Regions from separate parts of the Hordeum vulgare genome. Here regions 2 and 3 are each linked to region 1. Evidence: chromatin contacts called from public Hi-C and HiChIP or PLAC-seq data. All regions are on one chromosome and are shown on one strand. Each heading gives the region's core, a stretch centred on a gene start, on an enhancer-like site or on the middle of the called end of the contact. The rest is flanking DNA. Distances are from core to core; before and after follow the strand shown. Region 1 holds the start of LOC123410965 (receptor protein kinase-like protein ZAR1). Region 2 holds the start of LOC123410863 (zinc finger A20 and AN1 domain-containing stress-associated protein 11-like). Region 3 holds the start of LOC123411037 (lysine-specific demethylase JMJ30-like).

Region 1 (3,236 bases), core at 8-2,507:
CGCTGCTACAATTTATGGTTATTATGTAATATGAATCTATTCGTGCACCATTAAAAATTATGGTTATTATATGTGTTATGTCAATTATTGATTTTGTCGTCATGATAATATTTTAGTTGGAATTGTTCACTCAAATGTTGATATGTTTTGTCAATATTGTCTTGACGCCAAAAAATATATTCATGCAACCTAGCTCACATACACGCTACTAAACACAGTCTCGACATAGCATGTCTCGTTTAATGCAGTCTACCAAACACAGTCTCAGTTTAGCATGCGTCAATACATACAGTGCTACCAAACAACTGCAATTACATGTACTGAGCATGTCTAGAGTGAGCATGTCTCGTTTAATGTAGCCTACCAAACACAGCCTAGTTAAGCTTTTTAAAACAATACTTATATTTGCACTATGCTTTTATTATGTATTCTTAAGTATGAATGATTTGATTTGTATTTGTGTGCAGTACATAAATGATAGACGTGCATGTGTTCACATGTACTCCCTCCGTTCCTAAATATAAGACCTTGTAAAGTTTGTACTATGGACTACATACGGATGTATATAGACATATTTTAAAATATAGATTCACTCATTTTGCTTCGTATGTAGTCTATAGTGAAATCTCTATAAGGTCTTATATTTAGGAACGAAGGGAGTATTTGATGTCTTGGAAGCAAGGATTGTGATTGCAAGTTTTGCCATCTTGGTCACAGATTTGAAAATCAAAAACATCCCTAATTTTTTAATCCTATACGGGCTGCAAGCAGACACCATCAACCACTGATCAAATGCAAACAGGACCCCATACACAGCCCCAGTACCATGTGCCGGCGCCTGCACAAATTCAAACGAAGAGGCTCGAATCCAGCAGGGCCCCAGCGCGCAGCCTCAGGAGTAGCCAATCACCCCGACCACTCCAGCAGAAGAGCATACTACTAAGTAGTACTACCAGTATGATAAATATCAACGTTAACCCTGGGGATTCTAAACCACTAATCCTTGAGATTTCCCACATGCCAACACGCTTAATTACTACTTTAGCAAAAGTCGCCCCGAGCAAAGAGCTTCGATCGAATCCCACCAGCCAAGCCCAAAGCCCACCTCACCCCTCCACCTCCAGCGCCCTGCTGTTCGAATCCACATCCCCGAAATGCCCCTCATGTAGGCCCCAAACAACAGAACGGACATGATCCTCCAGGAGCCCATTTCCGTCATTTCGGAAGTAAAATCTCACTCCCCGGCCTAAACCCAGTCCCTCGGCTGTCCTCTTCTCCCCACCTTCTGTGCTGCAACCCCGCGTGCTCCCAAGAAATGGCAGGGCTGTTTGTTGTAGCCTAGTGCTCGCTATTCCGACTTCCGAGAGGCAGATACGAGTTGTTTCTTCCGTCGAAATGGCGGCCGTGCGTGTGGCGGCGGTGGCGGTGCTGCTGGCGGTCGTGGCCGTGGCGGCGGCAGCGCTGAACACGGACGGCCTGGCGCTTCTCGCGCTCAAGTTCGCGGTCACCGATGACCCTGGCAGCGGTCTCGATACCTGGAGGGACGCCGACGCTGACCCCTGCAGCTGGGCCGGCGTCACCTGCGTCGACGGCGGCGGGGGCCGGGTCGCCGGCGTGGAGCTCGCCAACCTCTCGCTAGCCGGCTACCTGCCCTCCGAGCTCTCCCTGCTCTCCGAGCTCGAGACGCTGTCGCTGCCGGCCAACCGCCTCTCCGGCCAGATCCCGGTCGCCATCTCCGCGCTGCAGAAGCTCACCACCCTCGACCTGGCGCACAACTTCCTGTCCGGCCAGATTCCTGCGGGGATTGGGAGGCTCGCGTCCCTGTCTCGCCTCGATTTGTCCTCCAACCAGCTCAACGGGACGCTGCCGCCGTCCATCGCGGGGCTTCCGAGTCTCTCCGGCGTGCTCAACCTCAGCTACAACCATTTTGTCGGCGGGATCCCGCCGGAGTTCGGCGGCATTCCCGTCGCCGTCAGCCTTGACCTCCGGGGGAACGACCTCGCCGGCGAGATCCCGCAGGTGGGCTCGCTCGTCAACCAGGGCCCCACCGCCTTCGACGACAACCCGAGGCTCTGCGGGTTTCCGCTCAAGATCGAGTGCGCCGGGGAGAGGGAGGAGCCAAGGATCCCGCAGTCGAACAATGGCATGAACCCTGGTGCGGCGGCGGAGGTTGGGAGGCCACCCAAGCATCGGTCGTCGCCCACGGTGCCCATTCTTGCCGTCATTGTGGTGGCGGCCATCGTCGCCGGGCTAGTGCTGCAATGGCAGTGCCGGAGGCGGTGCGCTGCAACGACCAGGAACGAGGACAAGGAGTCGTCGACCAAGGAGAAGAGCGCGGCGGTGACGCTCGCCGGCACTGAAGAGCGGCGCGGCGGCGGAGAGGAGGGGGAGCTGTTCGTGGCGGTGGACGACGGTTTCGGGATGGAGCTGGAGGAGCTGCTCCGCGCGTCTGCCTACGTCGTGGGGAAGAGCCGCGGCGGCATCGTGTACAGGGTCGTTCCCGGCCGCGGCACCGCCGTAGCCGTCCGCCGTCTCAGCGAGCCCGACGACGGCGATGGCACTGAGTCCGGGTGGCGCCGGCGCCGTGCCTTCGAGACCGAGGCCGCCGCCATCGGCCGCGCTCGCCATCCCAACGTCGCTCGACTCCGCGCATACTACTACGCCCCGGACGAGAAGCTGCTCATCTACGACTACCTCGGCAATGGCTCCCTCCACTCCGCTCTACACGGTAATGTGCCGGCCAAATCTTGTCTTATCGATTGATAGGCTAGAGGCTGCATTTGATCCAGAGATAGTAGGACTGAATAGATTCTTGGAATCAGGTGGCCCGACGGCTTCGCCAACGCCACTGCCGTGGTCGGTGAGGCTGTCCATCGTGCAGGGCGCGGCGAGGGGGCTGGCATACCTGCACGAGTGCAGCCCTCGCCGGTACGTGCACGGCTGCATCAAGTCGTCCAAGATCCTGCTCGACGACGAGCTCCGTCCGCACGTCTCCGGCTTCGGACTAGCCCGGCTCGTCGCCGGCGCGCACAAGACGGCGCAGTCGAGGAAGCTCGGCGGCGCGGCGTGCGCGCTCCGCAGCGGCGCCCTGTCGGCGCTGTCGTACGTGGCACCGGAGCTGCGCGCGCCGGGGGGCACGGCCGCGGCGGCGACGCAGAAAGGGGACGTGTTCGCGTTCGGGGTGGTGCTGCTGGAGGCGGTGACCGGGCGGCAGCCGACGGAGGGGGAGGGCGGGC
Region 2 (3,710 bases), core at 834-3,333, 530 kb before region 1:
GTACGCGTCGGCATGCGCTGGCTATAGGAGGTCCGTTGGACCTGCACAGCCAAGCCAAGGACTTGCCTGTGAATTCATCCATCGTTTAATTCAAAATTCAGCCCCGGAGGAGTATTTCGTCCGTCGAGAGCGGCTGGGTCCATCGGCATCGCCATCGATGTGGCCTGTGGATGGGATGGATACCCCGGCCCCGCACGCCAAAGGCGACCGGACCAGGTAAGCAGCAGCAGCAGGGAAGAGAAGAGGTCACGAGAAAGAGGAAAGCCGACGCCTGCGGAGCCGCGCCCCGATTCCAGCCTGGGCCACGTCGCCTTCCACGCGACCACGACGCCGGTGGATCAACTAGGAGATGAGATGAGATGAGATGGATTAAAGAAAAATCGCTGTGGTGGTGGTGGTGGTGTCGCCTGCCGACCTGTGCCGGTGATGCCGATCGATGCCATCGGCAAGTGGGTGGGTCTCCGGTGCGTGTGCCACCACCGCTCTCGATTTCTACACGCCGGCCGATGGATCTTCTGCGCGTTCCTGAGCTGTGACCCAGTGGATGGATGGATGGACGGATTGATGTCGCTGGCCAACCTAATTAGCCCGGCAGCTGGCTGGATGTCCTGTTACTTCCGACTTCTGATCACCGGTCTGTAGAGAAAACGGGGCGTCGCTATCTATCCTTCGTGGCGTGGCGCCGCCTCCATTCATCAATAATAATCCACAGAAAATCATGGACGCCTTTTGTGCCACGCCGAGTTTTCAACCGGAACACGTCAAGTTTCGGCATACGCACGGCCATTTTTTTCTCAAACGGGCATGAATTTGTACGTGATAAACGTACAGGTACAGGTGCACCCACCCAATAATTCCGCGCCGAACCAATCCGATCCAACGAAGCGATCCAAACGTCAATGGTTGAGCTGTCATGGACAATTCGCGGCCAGTGGAAGAAAAAGGTTGACAGCTAAAGCTAACGAATACTGCATCATAGAAATGATGATGATAATAATTAATTTATACAATAGGGAAATTTGAATTAAATAGAGATTGTGGGACAACAGTACACACCAACCCCATCTTCCTCATCTCCTCTCCTCCACCGCCAACCACCGCTACAACAACAACCTTTTATCATCGCACTGTTCCTTCCTTGGTCGTGGCTGCACCGTCGCCATCTTTCACCTCCCCCTCCTTTTTTTCACCTTTTAAGAAACTCTCGGGAACGGCTTTAATTTTTCATCAAAGGGAAGAAAGAAAAAGAGTGGGTTGTGCTTGAGATTTCGCCGGATAGCATCCTGCCGACGATCAGAACCTAACGATCTTGGCGGCGCGCACGACGGGGTTCTCCCGGGCGATGGCGTCCCTGGCCGCCGACTTGTAGTCGTAGCTGCAGTCGTGCCGGTCCGAGTACCGGTGCGCGCCGCAGAACATCTCGCCGCACCGGCAGCGGAACCCCGTCAGGCCCACGCGCTTCCGGCAGTTGTGGCAGCGGTTCACCGAGGACTTGGACGCCTTGGGGTCCGCCGGCCGGTCGACGGCCATGTAGACGGGCGGCGCCTGCAGCGCGGGCGACGCGGCGGCGGCCGGCCTCGGCTTGTCGAAGAGCGGGAACGCCGGGGGCGACGAGGAAGGGGACGGCGGCGAGGAGGAAGACGCCAGGAAGCAGTTCTGGCAGAGGTTCTTGGTGGCCGGGTTGCCCGGGAAGCCGCAGCTGTTGGCGCAGAGCGTGATCTCCGCGGCGTGCAGGTGCACTTCCGTCGGCTCCTCCACCTTCTTGTCCCGCTGCGCCATGACGCCTATACGAGCCGGAAGAGAGAGACGCTAGTAGCTGGACGATCGATCCGGCGCGCGTGGGCACGGCGGCCTGGTCTCCTCGGAGGCCGGGGGAGGCTTTGGGGAAATGGGGCGGAGGAGGGGGGAGGGGAAGGAAGGCGAGGCGGGGACGGAGGGTGGGAGGGGGGTGGGTTTTTATCGCGGGAGGAGGCGGGCGGCGTACGCGTTCCCGCACGCGACAGCGACGTCGGCCGTGGCCGTGCCCGCGGGGGAGAGGGTTGGGTTGGGTTGGGTTATTTCCAGTGCTGGCCGCGTTGGCGCGGCGTGGAATGGCGCTCCACAAGGAACGGGGTGCGTGCGTAGCGTACGTACGTTGGCCATAAAAACAAGTGGAGTTTTCGTTGACAGCCTGTGCCGCGCTGCGCTGCCGAGCCGGTCTCTTTCTTTCTTCGGGGGGAAGGGAAGGGAAGGGAAGGGAGGGAAATGGTGCGTGTGAATGATGCAAGGGCGTTCGTGGTTGCGCACACGGACACGCCTGTGGGTTAGCGGGTGGAGTCATCTGGTGCTCTTGTTCTGGGTGGTGGTGGTGGTGGTGGTGGGTACTCTGTTTCGTAGGCGGCTACTAGGCTCATCTGTGTTTTCTGTGTTTTTTCGGGCGCCTGCAAGTTGCCGTTGCCCGAATGATGATCCTAAAAGATCAGCCCTTGCAACAGGCCTCGTGTTGCAAATAATTTGCAATCCCACGAAGAGGTTTTCTTTCTTTCTGTGTGAGCCGTTGAGCCTTTGCAACAAATCTTCTATGCTTTGTAACACGAGCTTTATTGCAATTCATCTAATGAAATCTTTTTAGAATTTTTTGTTATGCTCACCCATCATGCAACAAGGGTCATGTTGCAGACGGCTCAATCAGGATATGTGGCGTACATATGACATGATAGGCATTTTGTATCTGATCGACCGACTCAATAGAAGTATTTCCTCTTTCTTCATGGACCTTTGGTTTATCCTTGACGCCTAGGTTGTTGGAGCAATGTAATTTTTTCCAGAAAAATAAACATGTGTGGACAGTTTATTTTGGTGGACCTTTGGCGTCGGTCGGTCACAAGGTCTGCTTGACCGACTTAAAATGTTGATTCTCGAGTGTCTGGTCGTCACAACAACAGAAAACCGACTTATAATATCTTTCAACTTATGTAATATCGATGAAATAATTTTTTCATCAATGTCAACGACAATATACCAATTGTGCACTAAATCTTCACTAGTCACAACAAATAACTGTGGGAAATCGTCACAACATATGAAGCGCCAAAGCTAGTGTTTGCAACAACACAAGAACACTCATGCAGAATGAACGCAGGAAATGCAAGAAATTTCTAGAATTATTGCAACATGTCATCTACGTGATTAGAGTGGAACGTACCCAAGCTTGTCGATTATCAAGACAAAACTGCAACATAAAAAAAATCATCACATCACATGAGCAAAATAAAATTACAGGGAATACATCGTATATCCTATGATGATGACAGTCAACACAAGATATGCATGGATCATGGAAGGAGAGAAAGGTGGTGGCAACGATGGGAGGAACGGGATGATCAATGGACCTAGACTCCCGCATGTGAGAGGGATATTGATATCTATCTAGCTTCTTGTGCTTGTGAACGAAAAAAAATCGGTTACCAGGTGGTAACCGCGCATCCTGGTACCGCACAAGGAATTACCTTACTGAGCAAAAGATCTTAGATTAGAATGAACTTTCATTCAGATTCAAAATTTATTCAAAAGAATCAGTCGGTGCCTCAAGAGATTTTTTCAGTCCGGGATCCAAAACCTTACTCATAACAATGATCCAAATTATCGTACATTAATTTTAAAAATTGTCAACTCAAATGAGTTCAGTTTACTTGAAATTGGGGATGCAATAAGTACGAAAGCTTCAATTT
Region 3 (3,322 bases), core at 110-2,609, 790 kb after region 1:
AACCAAAAATCTCTATCCACATTCATATACAATTAGATTCTTATATGTGCAAATCATATCCTTAAAAAGAATGCGAATACGAATTTGGGAAGGAAATTTTCCGTAGCAGTAGAAATCGGCATTTCAACCTTTCACCCCATCAAAAGATTATAACTCTTTTCGATCATATTAATTGTCGCATCTTTAACATAACTTAATATCATAAACATCCGCCACCTCGACGGTCGTCCGATCTACACGCACAACCGTCCAATCCGCGCGCGGGGCTCCGGCCGGCACCTAGTGATTCCTGGAACGACGGTCGAGTTGAAGAAACAATCACCTTGTTGAAAAAAAATAAACTTTGGACCCATTAATTCCTGAAACAAAGACCGAGTTCCAGAAACAATCGTTTTGTTGTAGATTTTTTTCCTTCGTATTTCTGCAACAGCAGCAGTGTTGCAGAAACAATTCTTGAAACAACGAACGGGTTGTAGAAACAATTTCTCCAACTCCTGAAACAACAGCTGCATTGCAGAAACAACGACCGTGTTGCGAAAAACTGAAGAGGGGATGAATGGCTGCAAGGTTAGAGGAGAGGGAGAGGAAGCACAGGGGAAGAGACGCGAAGTAACAGCAACGGAGCGAGGGCTGACCCAGGGCGAGGCGGGGCGAGCCGACGTAGGGACGGACCATGGGGCACAGCATGAGCCCCCTGGTGGCGAGCAAGGCGAGGAGGAGCGCGACGACGGCGATGCCCTGGCGGTAGGTGACGAAGACGAAGAGGACTCGGATGAATGACTGGATAAGAAGAGGTGCGGCGTTTCAGAGACAAAAGTGGGTCCGCGAGACACGTATTGAGCATACGGCATGGTGGACGTTTTCGCGAGATCCACCGGTTGATCCAAAGACTTTTTCCATATTTTAAGTATTTATTTGTCTACAAAGATTACTCCCTTCGTCTTAAATTTTTTGCCTTTGATTTATTTAAAAATAGATGTATCTAAGTACTAATACATGACTATATACATTTATCTAGGTAAATCAAAGATAAATTTTTTGAAATGGAGGAAGTACTATTTATCTAGCTTTGAAATATGTCAACGCGACAGAATGCCCTTTTTCCAAGAGCGCATCATACGCCCGCGATCTCTACTAGCCGTTCATTACAAAAATATCTACTCAAAAAATATCTTATTCTGACAAGGACCAAGGGTAGAAAAGTAAATCTTGCTCCTCTGCTCCACATCCGAGCTCAAGTATCCGGCTCGAAAATATCTCATGTCTTACTAGGAGCGAGGGCACAATCGTAAATCAAATCAATCCACCTCACACCCGAATCCGAGTAAGCAGCGCAACTATAACGGCCCCACACGGGCACCCGAAAATATCTCCTTCCCTTTCCAGTCCTCAGCACCTCCGCTTTTGCGCTTTTCCAAGGGCTCAGCGACTCCGAAATGGACACCGGCGAGCCGACGGGTGCAGCGGTAGCGGCGGCGGGAGGGGAGAAGCGGGCGATGCTGCTGCGGCAGATCACCGAGGAGGGAGGCTTCGCCTTCGTGGCCTCCGCGGAGAAGGCGGCCGCGGGGGACCTGCGCGCGGCGGAGGCGGCGCGGGATATGGCCTGGGAGCAGCTGCACTCGGGGCCGTGGAGCGAGGTGGAGCCTGCGTGGCGGCACGCCTACGCGCTCGCTTGCCTCCACGTCGCGAGCCTTGGCGTCGGTGATGACCGCCGCGCGGCGCTCCGAGCGCTCGACATGGGCCTCATCATGGGTGGCGACCTCCTCCGCGCAGAGCTCGAAGCGGCTATGAAGCTGGTTGCCGCCGACGGAAATCGCGACGGCGAAGGCGACGGTGCAGGAGACGCCGGCAGAAACGTGGAGAGGTGGAGAGAAGGGTTCAGTAGGAATCAAGACCTCGGCGATGTGAGTACTTCTGTTCTATTGGCCTGCCAATTGTGAGTTTCCTTTTTTAAGATTGGTGCACCAAAATGCAGAGCTAGAATTACCAGCAGTATGCTGGTATTGCCGGTAATTTGTTCACTTGAGACAATTTTCTGCATCACTGGCTGGAAAGCCTCCCTCAAGTGGGCCACTATCTCTTGTGCGCGTTGCAGCCGGTGTTACTTTTTGTGTGAGGAAGTTGAATCCTTTTTTTTTAGAACCGGGCTTCTCCCCTTTCCATTAAATGCATAACGGAAATACACAGTTTTGGAGTTTTGGATCCGAGATCAGAGAGAGAAGAGGGAAAGAGAAGAAGCGAATTCAGAGCAGTGCTAGGAAACCCACCGCCTTGCGCCTGTCCTCAGGAACACAAGGCTATGGGGCGAAAACCTAGCATCACCCAAAATCTCACCACACCCCTAAGAAAGATAGACCAACCTCCAGTACCATGTTTGAACACAACCAAAATATGAAACCAGACTAAGCAACATGCCTCACAGGGCCAAGATAGGATAAAACACCATAACACCAGGGTCATCATATTCCGAGTGCATCACCATTCGTCCCAGTTATCACTTTCCTCATCCTGCTTGTTTGGATCTGGCATTGGAGGCCCACAGAGTAGCAGCATCTGCGAAGCGTTTGTTTTCAGCATCTCCGCACCTTTTTTCATCACCTCAGCCATCTCCGGCTTCTGCAGACCTGTCCAGTATAGTATAAAAGCACAAGCTGTGAACACAATTTCAAACGGATTATTGATCCATTTCTTATCAAAAGTAGCACGATTGCGAGCGAGCCAAATTGCCCAGCATATAGCAGCTAAACCAATGGTATAAGCCTCTGGGCAGGAAGGTAAAAAGGAGTTAATCCAAGCATAATATTGCCACATGGAATTAGGAACACATTCAGTGCCCAACATCGAGCCCACTGTTCTCCAGATAACTCTGGCAACAGGACAGAGAAACATAATGTGTTGAGCAGATTCTTTCTGATCACAGAAAGAGCATGTAGGATCCCCTTGCCAATTTCTTTTTTTGAGGTTGTCTCTAGTTAGAATAGCATCTTGGCACATTTGCCACATAAAAATTTGAATTTTCAAAGGCATCTTGGATTTCCAAATCCATTTATGATTAGAACCAGCGAAGTTTCTTTCTAACCACCGATACATAGACTTGGTAGTATATTCCTGAGTACTATCAAATTTCCAGAATATTTCATCATTTTTCTCCTTGTCCATCTTACTTATCACATAATTCTTGAGTTCATCCCACCTTGTTTGCATATCGCTATTAAATCTTCTATGAAAGGAATTGCAAGGGTTCATGGATTCAATTTTATTCACAGTAATATTTTGCTCAGTGCAAATCTCAAAAAGATCAGGGAACTTATCTTTCAAATTA

The links. A called contact is a pair of places that touch in the nucleus more often than the background predicts. HiChIP or PLAC-seq counts read pairs in DNA pulled down with a chosen protein or histone mark.
Region 2: a contact with region 1 is called in a Hi-C map of leaf, with 3 times the contacts expected there. The contact joins the promoter of LOC123410863 here to the promoter of LOC123410965 in region 1. A contact is called at or near these places in 2 of 6 Hi-C or Micro-C datasets (leaf and seedling).
Region 3: a contact with region 1 is called in an H3K4me3 HiChIP or PLAC-seq map of embryo, with 8 times the contacts expected there. The contact joins the promoter of LOC123411037 here to the promoter of LOC123410965 in region 1. A contact is called at or near these places in 1 of 6 Hi-C or Micro-C datasets (leaf) and 1 of 1 datasets of contacts at active chromatin or transcription factors (embryo).

The regions. Positions count from the first base shown.
Region 1 is chr7H:172,840,779-172,844,014 of MorexV3_pseudomolecules_assembly, forward strand. LOC123410965 (receptor protein kinase-like protein ZAR1) reads left to right here and starts at 1,258. Exons shown (of 2, transcript XM_045103883.1): 1 at 1,258-2,728; 2 at 2,823-3,236. The coding sequence starts at 1,396.
Region 2 is chr7H:172,306,105-172,309,814 of MorexV3_pseudomolecules_assembly, forward strand. LOC123410863 (zinc finger A20 and AN1 domain-containing stress-associated protein 11-like) reads right to left here and starts at 2,084. Exons shown (of 1, transcript XM_045103797.1): 1 at 1,002-2,084. The coding sequence starts at 1,779. The coding sequence ends at 1,294.
Region 3 is chr7H:173,630,938-173,634,259 of MorexV3_pseudomolecules_assembly, forward strand. It overlaps LOC123411037 (lysine-specific demethylase JMJ30-like), which reads left to right and starts at 1,360. Exons shown (of 6, transcript XM_045103960.1): 1 at 1,360-1,904. The coding sequence starts at 1,437.